3 separate regions of the Mus musculus genome follow, and regions 2 and 3 are each linked to region 1. A link is a contact called in public HiChIP or PLAC-seq and promoter capture Hi-C data. All regions are on one chromosome and are shown on one strand. Each heading gives the region's core, a stretch centred on a gene start, on an enhancer-like site or on the middle of the called end of the contact. The rest is flanking DNA. Distances are from core to core; before and after follow the strand shown.

The links. HiChIP or PLAC-seq counts read pairs in DNA pulled down with a chosen protein or histone mark. Capture Hi-C pulls out chosen DNA fragments and counts their contacts.
Region 2: an H3K27ac HiChIP or PLAC-seq map of embryonic stem cells shows a contact between it and region 1, with 6 times the contacts expected there. The contact joins the promoter of Agfg1 here to the promoter of Cul3 in region 1. A contact is called at or near these places in 2 of 39 promoter capture datasets (liver and pre-B cells), 1 of 484 Hi-C or Micro-C datasets (muscle stem cells) and 2 of 115 datasets of contacts at active chromatin or transcription factors (embryonic stem cells and thymic regulatory T cells).
Region 3: a promoter capture Hi-C map of liver shows a contact between it and region 1, with 2.9 times the contacts expected there. The contact joins the promoter of C430014B12Rik here to the promoter of Cul3 in region 1. A contact is called at or near these places in 6 of 39 promoter capture datasets (cranial neural crest, embryonic stem cells, erythroid cells and 3 more), 2 of 115 datasets of contacts at active chromatin or transcription factors (both in embryonic stem cells) and 2 of 9 other capture datasets (adipose tissue and liver).

The regions. Positions count from the first base shown.
Region 1 is chr1:80,339,005-80,342,110 of GRCm38.p6, reverse strand. Cul3 (cullin 3) reads left to right here and starts at 1,421. Exons shown (of 16, transcript NM_016716.5): 1 at 1,421-1,865. The coding sequence starts at 1,800. Gm39667 (a long non-coding RNA gene) reads right to left here and starts at 1,198. Exons shown (of 2, transcript XR_865570.2): 1 at 961-1,198; 2 at 1-883.
Region 2 is chr1:82,837,783-82,840,888 of GRCm38.p6, reverse strand. Agfg1 (ArfGAP with FG repeats 1) reads right to left here and starts at 1,429. Exons shown (of 13, transcript NM_001368850.1): 1 at 1,000-1,429. The coding sequence starts at 1,166.
Region 3 is chr1:82,724,409-82,727,514 of GRCm38.p6, reverse strand. C430014B12Rik (a long non-coding RNA gene) reads left to right here and starts at 1,594. Exons shown (of 4, transcript XR_865578.3): 1 at 1,594-2,728. It overlaps Mff (mitochondrial fission factor), which reads right to left and starts at 2,625. Exons shown (of 9, transcript NM_029409.3): 1 at 2,431-2,625; 2 at 179-287.

The DNA.
Region 1 (3,106 bases), core at 172-2,671:
AACAACTATGCATCACTCACTATATTCATCAGAGCCCTTCCTTGTTTTACTTAACCCATTCTTGATATTTTATTTTTAGCTTAACTCTCTAAGCTTAGTCATTACAAATAATTTAGGGTCAATTCAACCATAAATAAACAAGCTTTATCAAGTTTTCCCTTTTGGAGGGCGGGGGTGTGTGAAGGGTGTTCAAGACAGGGTTTCTCTGTGTAGCCCTGGCTGTCCTGGAACTCACTCTGTAGACCAGGCTGGCCTCGAACTCAGAAATCCACCTGCCTCTGCTTCCCAAATGCTGGGATTAAGGTCATGGGCCACCAATTTCAATTGTAGGTGCTAATCCCAACAACAGTTCACTCAAAATGGGAAGATCCAAAACTGGGAGAATCTCAGATTTCCCAGGGGCGTTGGAAACAGCAAATGAGCAAGTATGCAAGGTAGATGTAGGATTCATACTGAATTAGAAGCCAAAAGCAGTCGAATTGGACATTTCGACTATAGGATAAGAGTCCCCGAACAAATAGAAAAATGTCTCCAAACCTACAGCAAACTTAATTTCACAGTGCTTTTGGTTTTAATGATCTATACTGTTCTTGGAAATGGTCGTATGTTTAACACAATATTGTAGTATATTAGGCATTTGTTTTATTTCGGCACAAACAAAAACCGGGTTTTAACATTAGTGGGCTCTGGATCCTCCAGAAGGTATCAACTAATGAACAAACCCAGGAGCTTGTACAGTGTAAGAAGGCCGGGTTGATTCTGAGGCGCTGCAACACCTAGCTAAAAACAGGACACTGGTTTCGCAGTCTGCAGGTAACTCAAGCACAAACCCTGCTTTCAAGTTTCTGGCTGGGCTCAAGTACCCATCCCTAGGCCACGTGCCCTAGAAAAACACAGGAGCAGTTCTAGGACGTAGAACCTTCCTCCTCGCACCCCACGCCCTTTCCCAGGACTACCTACCTACTAGGGCCAAGCTCAGCCCCGCCAGCCCACAACACAACACTCCCCTCTCCCCCTTCCGGAAATTCCCCCGCCCACTACCCACGTGACCCACCACCTTCGCGCTCCACCAATCAGAAGCCACCTCAGCCTACTGGGGTCTCCGACGCTCCTCTTTTGAAAACGCAGCCTACGTCTCCTGCACCAGGCCCCGCCCCCCAGGGCGCTGACTACGCCCATTCCTTAATCCACCCCTCTCCCCCCTCCCCACCACGTTCAGACCCCACTTCTCCCTGCGCCCTCCCTTCCCGGGCTTCGCCCCACCCCGCCCCCGACCGCGCGCCCGCCCCGATCTCGCGAGATCTGACGTGCCCGCCGCGGCCTCCCGCCTCCCCTCCCGTCCTCCCGCCCCCTCCCCCATCTCTCCACTCTCCGCTCTCCTCCCTCCCTCCTCCCCCCTCCACCCTCTGGGCCGGATCTCGTCTCGCTGAGGCGGAGGAGGAGAAGGAGGAGGAGGACGTTCGGCCTGCGCAGTGAGATGTTTGTCCGTCGCCGCCGCCGCCGCCATCGCGGAGGAGCGCGATAAAGGGAGCCGAGCCCGGCGCGAGGGGAAGCCCGCGGAGCCGCCGCGCCAGCGCAGCCCCCGGCCGAGCCCGAGCCGCCCGAGCCCGAGCCGCCGCCCCCGCCGCCGCGGCCGCCCAGGGGCCGGCCCGCCGCCCAGCCCAGCCCGGGGGCCGCGCCGCCGCCCCCCGCCGAGCCCCGCGGCTGCCCTCCCGCCTTCAATGTGACACCGGCGCCTCCGAGTGCGAGCCGCAGCCGCCGCCGCCGTCAGCGCCGCCGCCGGGGAGGGGCCGAGCACCATGTCGAATCTGAGCAAAGGCACGGGCAGCCGGAAGGACACCAAGATGCGGATCCGGGCCTTTCCGGTGAGTCGGTCCTCGGCGCCCGGGACCGGGAGCCGCGGCCCGGAGCCGCACGCGAGGCCGGGGCTGAACTCCGCCAACAGGCCGCAGCCGGCCTCCCCTCCCCCCACGGCCGCCGCCGGTGGCGGAGCGCGAGGCTTCCCGGCAACGGGGCGGCGCGGGGCCGGGTCGGCCACCTCCGGGGCCGTTCCCCGCGCCCCGGCCGCCCCGGGGCCTCCTTCGCTCGGGCCTCGGGGGCCGCGGCCCTGAGGGGATGCGCGCTGTGGCCGCCGCACCCGTCGCGTGGGGCGTGTGTGTAACTTTTAGCGTGCGGTTTCCAGAAGGAGCCGGCTCGGCTTTTACGGCGGTGGGGAGGACTGTCCACCTCTGCTCGACTCCGTAGTCAGGGGCGGTCTTGCCATCCCACTGCCCCACTCACTGACAGAGATGCTAGAAATGCCCACTGGCAAAACACTAGGAGCATAGTATTTATAGCATCCTTGATCCTGCAAAGCTTCCTAAGCGCTTGACCCACTCCGGTTCAGAATCGCCCCTCCACTTCTTGGAGGGCCAGGCACAGCTTTTCCGTGTCTTAGTCAAGGAGGTCCCCAAGAATAGTTGCCACTCAGACTTGTTTTACCTTGTACGTTTTTAGCGACAGCAAACATTTGCTCTTCAGAAACTTTTCCTCTTGGCGTTACGTTGAGTCATAGGCTTGCGGTGTTTAGTAGATGGAGTAGTATGTAACTTTGGATGTCATGCCTCGATCAGATAGCCAGTGGCAGGCAATTAAAATGTCCTGTTGTAACAAACTGGACGTACTTGCTCGTGTCGCTACAGTGACAGGTAAATGTCAAATAGACAAGCCATCAGTGGAGCAGAATTGTAAAAGTAAAACGGAGGGAGGTTGTTTTTCCCTTCTAAGACTCATAAGCATTCTGTCGTGTGGGAGGGGAAGGGGGCCTTTGTCATCACTTTTTGAACAGGCTTTTCCTGAAGTACCCTTTGCTGTGAGGAATGAAAGACCACGATAGTATTGTCTGAGTTAAGTAACTTTGCCTTGGAGAACTTGAGGGCCTCTGAATTCCTCATCCCAAAGAAGTGTACAAGCGATGCAGAATTGTGACTTTGCAAGGGACATATTGTCAGCATGTAAAAACTTGCACCTTTATGTAAATAAATGGGCTCTATGTTAACATGTAGGGTATAATCAGGAGGACGAGATACTTTAATAATAATTGCATTATGAACGATTTTTTTAAGTA
Region 2 (3,106 bases), core at 180-2,679, 2.5 Mb before region 1:
GCCCAGGAAAAGGTTCAGCCTGTAAAAGTGAACCCAGGTATACAAAACATGCACACGTGTCCCCACACTGCGACATGCACGGTAATATTTTTTAAGACCCAAGGAATATTAACTACCAGATCATTAAAAATGCATTGAATTCAAGATAACCAGAAAATAATTGCATCTAATCAGTTCCAGAGTCACCTGCAACCTTTCCAAGTGAAATTTCACAAGAACAAAAATTCCCATCACAACACAGCTTAAACAGAGAGGCCTAGACATGCCATCTGAGTAATTTCAGGCGGTCACCTCCATCTCCTTTCTCAATATTGTCTTCCCAGTCCCCATTTCTCCAGACAGATAGGACACTTGGGTTCTGATACAGAAATCTCATCGAGCTCCATCCTTATTTTGAAGCGCACAACTCCTGATTACCCTTTTCCAGTAAAACTTTCCCCAACTGAGGACACTTGGAGCCATGCAGCCACAACCCTCGTGCTTTTGCTGCCTCCCCGCCTCACGTAATTAATCCTCTAGGGAGAACTTTTCTCCTGGGATTCACACCTCAGCCATCAAGACCTATTAACGCCCCCCGCCCGCCCCCAACACGCCCCAGCTACCTGAGTGCTGTGGACCGGAGGAAGATCCCCAGCTTTCTGCGTCCCTGCTCTCACCCTCCCCACCAGCTCCGCGGCACCGAGCAGAGGCCGGGCCCCCCAACCACGGAGCTGCGGGTCGCACAAAGGCCCCGCACCGCCCTCCCGGGGATGCTCCCCGCCTGCGCCCCCCGAGGCGCGGCCACGCCCGCTGAGCGGCGGGAAGCCGGGATGCTCCGCCGGGCCGGCCGCTGGCTGACCCCGACCCCACCCACGCCCCACCCACGCCGGCCACCCCAAGGCTGGACCCTCGCCCGGCCAAAGAGCAAGAGCATCTCCGGCCCCCAAGGCCTAGGCTGGCCGCATCCCCAACGGGCCCCGCCGCCACGGCCCGGTACCCACGACCCCCGTCCGCACTCACAGGCTGCCGGAGCAGGAGGTGCACACGAACGAGCCGACCGTCATGTTCACGTAGGTGGGGCCGCGCTGGTCGCAGTCGAAACACTTGCGGTTGTGCGGCAGCCCCGTCATGTCCCGCAGCATCTTCAGGTGCTTCTCCTCCTGCTTCCGCTTCGCGCTGGCCGCCATGGCCGCGGCTCCGACCGAGGAGGCCGGCAGGGCCGGGAGCCGGCGGCGCTGCCGGGGCCCCGCGCTCCCTTCCCACGGGCCGCCCTGGCCGCCGCCGCCTCCGCCCTCGCGGACTCCGGTCTCGGCCTCCGCTCGGCTCCGCCGGGCAGGACAAGGCGAGGAAGCTGCGCAGCACGCGCCGACCGGTCACACCAACCGGCCGGGCGGGACAACCGCCACCGCCGCCGCTGCCACCTTCCCGACTTCTCCTAAGGGGGAAAGACGAGGTGGGGGGCGGGGGGAGCGGCAAGAGGAGACCGGCCTCGGGCAGCCGGGGGCCAAGTGCAGGCTGGCGCCCTCTGCTGGCCGGGAGGAGTCACTGCGGCCACGCTGCGGCAAGGGTCGGAGCTGGGCGGGGTAGAGAAGACACAATGGTGTCAATAAATTACAGCCCTTATCCGCTGGGTGCCTGTACGTGCAAAGAGCTTCGTGTAAGCAGGCTATCTTCCTCCAGGCAGAAATGTTCCCGGCAGCTTCCCGCTGCTTTAGGAGACACTCCAAATTCTTCCCTTACAGAATCTAGCCTAGTCGCCTTCTTCCAAGTCATCCCCATTCACTCCGCTACTCTAGACTTAAATTTGTATGGTGCACTGGGATAAATTTACGACGGTATTTACCTGCCGAAGCCAGAGTTCCAACATAGTCCAACTGCAACACCCACCTTTTGAGGCTGCAGGAAATCACTGCTAGCCCCTAAGACACTGGTTCGGGTGGGGGTGGGGGTGTTGAACAACCCTCTCAGAGGGGTCACCTAAGACCATCGGGGAACACAATTTACATTACTATTCATAACAGTAGCAAAATTACAGGTATGGAGTACCAATGGAAATAATTTTGTGGTGGGGGGTCACCACAACGTGAGGAACTGTATTAAAGGGTCGCAGCAGCATTAGGAAGGTAGAGAACTCCTGCGGTAAGGTATGAGAAACCATCTGTACCTTCATTTCTCAAAGGAGTGTGGGGAGGCTCAAAAACTGAGTTACCGAATACTGTCCCAGCCCCCACTGCAAATGGAGTAGTTTTCACAAGAGGAGAATTCAAGTTTCCTAGCTGAAAATGCTGAGTCAGCCCCGGGGAACCATCGGGTTAACTTAACATTATTATAATAGTAAATGGCATTATTATTAAAGGGGGGCAGATAGGATGGCTAGTGTTTCTGAACTGTTTCCTACATGAGAAATTTAACTATCCCTAGGATCCAGAGTTCATCTTCAACAACTATCAGCTCATGTCTCTTCTTGCTTTATTGATCCCCTTGCCCAATATCATATTTATCTTAAAATAAACCCACTTATTACTAATATATATATATATATATTTCAGGACTGAGACTGTAGCTCAAAGGCAGAGTGGTTACTATGTATAGGCAGGCCCTGGTTTTATCCCTAGCCCAAGAAAAGTAAAAACTCCCTCTTCCTCTCCCCCTTTTCCTTCCCCCCTCCCTCCCCCTCCCTCTCTCTCTCTCTCTCTCTCTCTCTCTCTCTCTCTCTCTCTCTCTCTCATCTCTCCTTTTCTTTCCTCCCCTCCCTCTCATGTAACTACAGTACAGCTAGCATACAGAGAAAGTTAGGACTAATTCTTTGACAGTCATCAAATGTCCTGCCGCTGTTGAAGTTAGTGCTCAGATCATTATTTTTTTTTAATTACTACTTTCCCTTGACCGGTTAGTGTACAACTGTAGTCAGGTATTGACAGTCCAAGAATGGGGTCCCATGAAGAGATTTCTGAGTGCTTGTGAGAAAACTCCAAGTAACTTGTCCTTGGGGATACATTTTCCATTCTCCTTCCAGGTGTAGCAGATAGAACTGAGTTTACTTCACATGGCTCATTGTTATCTGTTCCTGTGCCTCCGTGGAAACGTGTGTTCTCACCTCTCCAGCTTGCCCTCCAAGTGCTGCTTG
Region 3 (3,106 bases), core at 345-2,844, 2.4 Mb before region 1:
CTCTATACCTTATGAGTATACTCCTTGGGGACTGCTTAGTGCGCTAAGCATAGTTGGACTATGACTCTCAACTAGTTTATTTCATTCTTTTTGCCCAAATGTCTGCTTTTTGAGGAACTGACACATACAGATGGCTTAAAGACTAAGAAAACAGAGACAAAGAGAAAATTTTACTTACAAATGTGAAACAACAGGCTTGCTATTTGGCACTATCTGCTTCTGTGCTTCATATTAACTCCTTAAATTGCTCCGATGCACATGTGCTAGGGTGAGAGCCACTTTTATCCCTGCGGGAGGAGAACAGCGACTGAGAAACTAGATGATACCGTTGTTAGGGACTTAGCTAGAAAATCTTTAAATAAAAGCCACAAAGATTTACAACTTTACACTAATAAACAAAGAATTTCAAAAGTACCAAATTTTGATGTCTTAGAACAGACAGTCACCATGTAAGGCAGCAGCTCTCAACCCGAGGGTCTCGACCCCTATGGTTGTTGAGTGACTACCACAGTGGTTGGACACTTTTGTGATATTTATAATACAATTCATGACAATAGCAAAATTGCAGTTATGAACTAACAACAGTAATAATTTTATAGTTGGTTACCACAAAATGAGGACTGTATTAAGACAATACTACTGCCTCAGTTTTTAGATTGTATGTTTCAATAAAACAGAGGAGGACCTAATTATTTTTTCTTTCTCATTAAAACTATGGTACTTTGGGTATTCTTTGGTAACAAATAAACTTAATTTGGGGCTAAGGTTTTACTCCCACGTCTTTGGTCATTACATGCTTGTTGTATACCTTGAGATAAATCTCCTTCAGACTCCTATCTGATACCACAGCTCCACTTTCTAGGCCACACCCAAACATCCGCAATGTTTTCCAATTTCATCGGGGTCCCGTACATTACACTCAATTTCTTCTTTAGGTTGGCTTTCATTTTTAAAAACACAAATCTATTTTTAAGGGACTATTTACCCTTAATTAATATTCACTACCTTTGAACCATAAACTTGCTGTACGCATATAAACATATGTAACAAAACCAAAACTATTTAAAAAAATTAAGTCGCAGTGAATCAAAGGTCTAATCTAAGAACTGCTGAAGCTCTGAGTCAAAACCTTGAAGATACACAGGCACAGGCAAGGACTTTCTGCAAAGGGCTCCGAGAGGCTGAGGAAACACCAGCAAGAACTGGCATCATGTAACATACAAACTTTCTGTAGAAATTAAGAGTAGAGAGATTCTACGGGATCTTTGTTGGGTAGTCATATGGCAGGGGGCTCACATCTAGAATTATATAAACAACCCAAAAACCTACTAAAGGGACCCCCCCCCCCCGTATCTATTAACAACAAAAATGTCACAACAGCAAGGAGAGAGTAACAGAAGAAACTTTGTAAATCTAAAATGAGGCAGCCCTATCAGACAGGAAGAGAGCTAACACAGTTCCTTCCAGTAGTTCAGTAAAAAAACATGTACTCAGAGACACCACTGAGGAGCTATCTCAATTCACAGGTCCTCGAAACCAAAAATTAGACAACCCGTTATCCACATATAAACACACATACACACCCCTCCTCAAGCAATCTAGTTGCGCTCAGAATACTAAATAGGGCTCAATGGTCCTACTTTCCCTAAAGGTTTTTCTTTGGGGAATCTCATTAGTAGCCAAAGCGACTGAGGGAGAAAGGAATGTTTCTCACCTGGGAAAAAGGGCATCCCCATTCACTGGCTCCCCGTGGGAGGCCTGCTTAGCATTATTGGGCACAAGTTTTAGTCTTCTGGAATTAGAGAGCACCACCAATTCAGAGACAGCGTTGCTCTTCCCAGAAAATGCGTCCTGCTCCTGAGCTAGTGGGACTGGGACGCTGGTTTGTTTGTTTGTTTCTTGTTTTTGTTTGCTTGTTTGTTTTGCAATGACAAGTTTTTAGCAAATGGAGGTCAGGGGCTATGGGGGACCTGGACCCCAGCTTAGCGTGGGGTGCGGGGGTATAGCCCGCAACGCCTCCAGCGAGCAAGGATGCTATGGCCAGCCCGGGGTCTCCCAAAGGCCTTTAGTTATACGGATTTTACACAAAACAAAGAGTTACTTTTAAACGCGACAGACTCAAGGTCAAACTGCGAGGTGCTTGGGCCCGTGGAAGAGATGCCCGAAAAAGCCCAGATCCAAACTCACAGGCTTCCTTCCGTTTCCTAACCCCAAACTAATAGGTGTTTTTCGTTTTGTCAGTAAAATTCGATTTTTGTTTCACAGAACAAGATGCGGAGGTAGAAACGGTGAAGAAGCCGGTCCCAAATATTTACAGGGCAGGGACCTGATGACGGGCCAAGGCCGGGGCCGCTCCGCCCAGTCTGGAGAGGGGTGTCACTGCCGCGGCGCTAGGCCCGGAGTCCTGCTTGGGGAGACTAGAGCACTCACCCTGGGCCTGCTGGAGAGTCCCCGGAGAGAGGGTCGCCGCCCGCCGGCTCCGGGGCACTCGGGTGAGCGCTCGCAGAGGCCGTTGACCGAGCGCACCGAGGCGCCCGGGCAAAGAAGCGGCGGAGCGGCCGCGACGGGCCGGGACAGACGCGAGAACGGCCAGGACTGACCCCTTCCAGGAGCCGTAGCGGAAGTAGGTTTCTGGTCATGTGACGAGAGAAGGGCGGATGTTGCATGCAGGCTCCTGAGACGTCGACGCGGAGCCATTTTTGTCGTGGGCAAAGTACTTCCGTCTCAGGTGATTCCTGTTGAGGGGGTTTCTAGACTTTGCGATCTTTAAGAACCTTGCGTTTGCAGGTAAACTGGTAACCTGTTTTAAAGGAACGCCTGAATAAAAATTCTTATGGTGGCCCGCGAATTTGCATATATAACTAAATATTGGAAGTAATTCTTCAGCAGTCTAATTGTGATTTCCCTAAAACTTACAAATTAAGAATCCGAGAAAAGGGGAAGCTGAATTGGGTTTCAAGATAGTAGGGGTCAGAAATCTCTTTCAAATCTAAACACCCAACTTGTGGCTCCCCTCTGGAAGGCAAGAACCATACTTGCTCATAGAAGGATAGACGGGAAGCCAAATCAGGAAATACGACGTGTGCCTCTATTTTCATAACCTAGC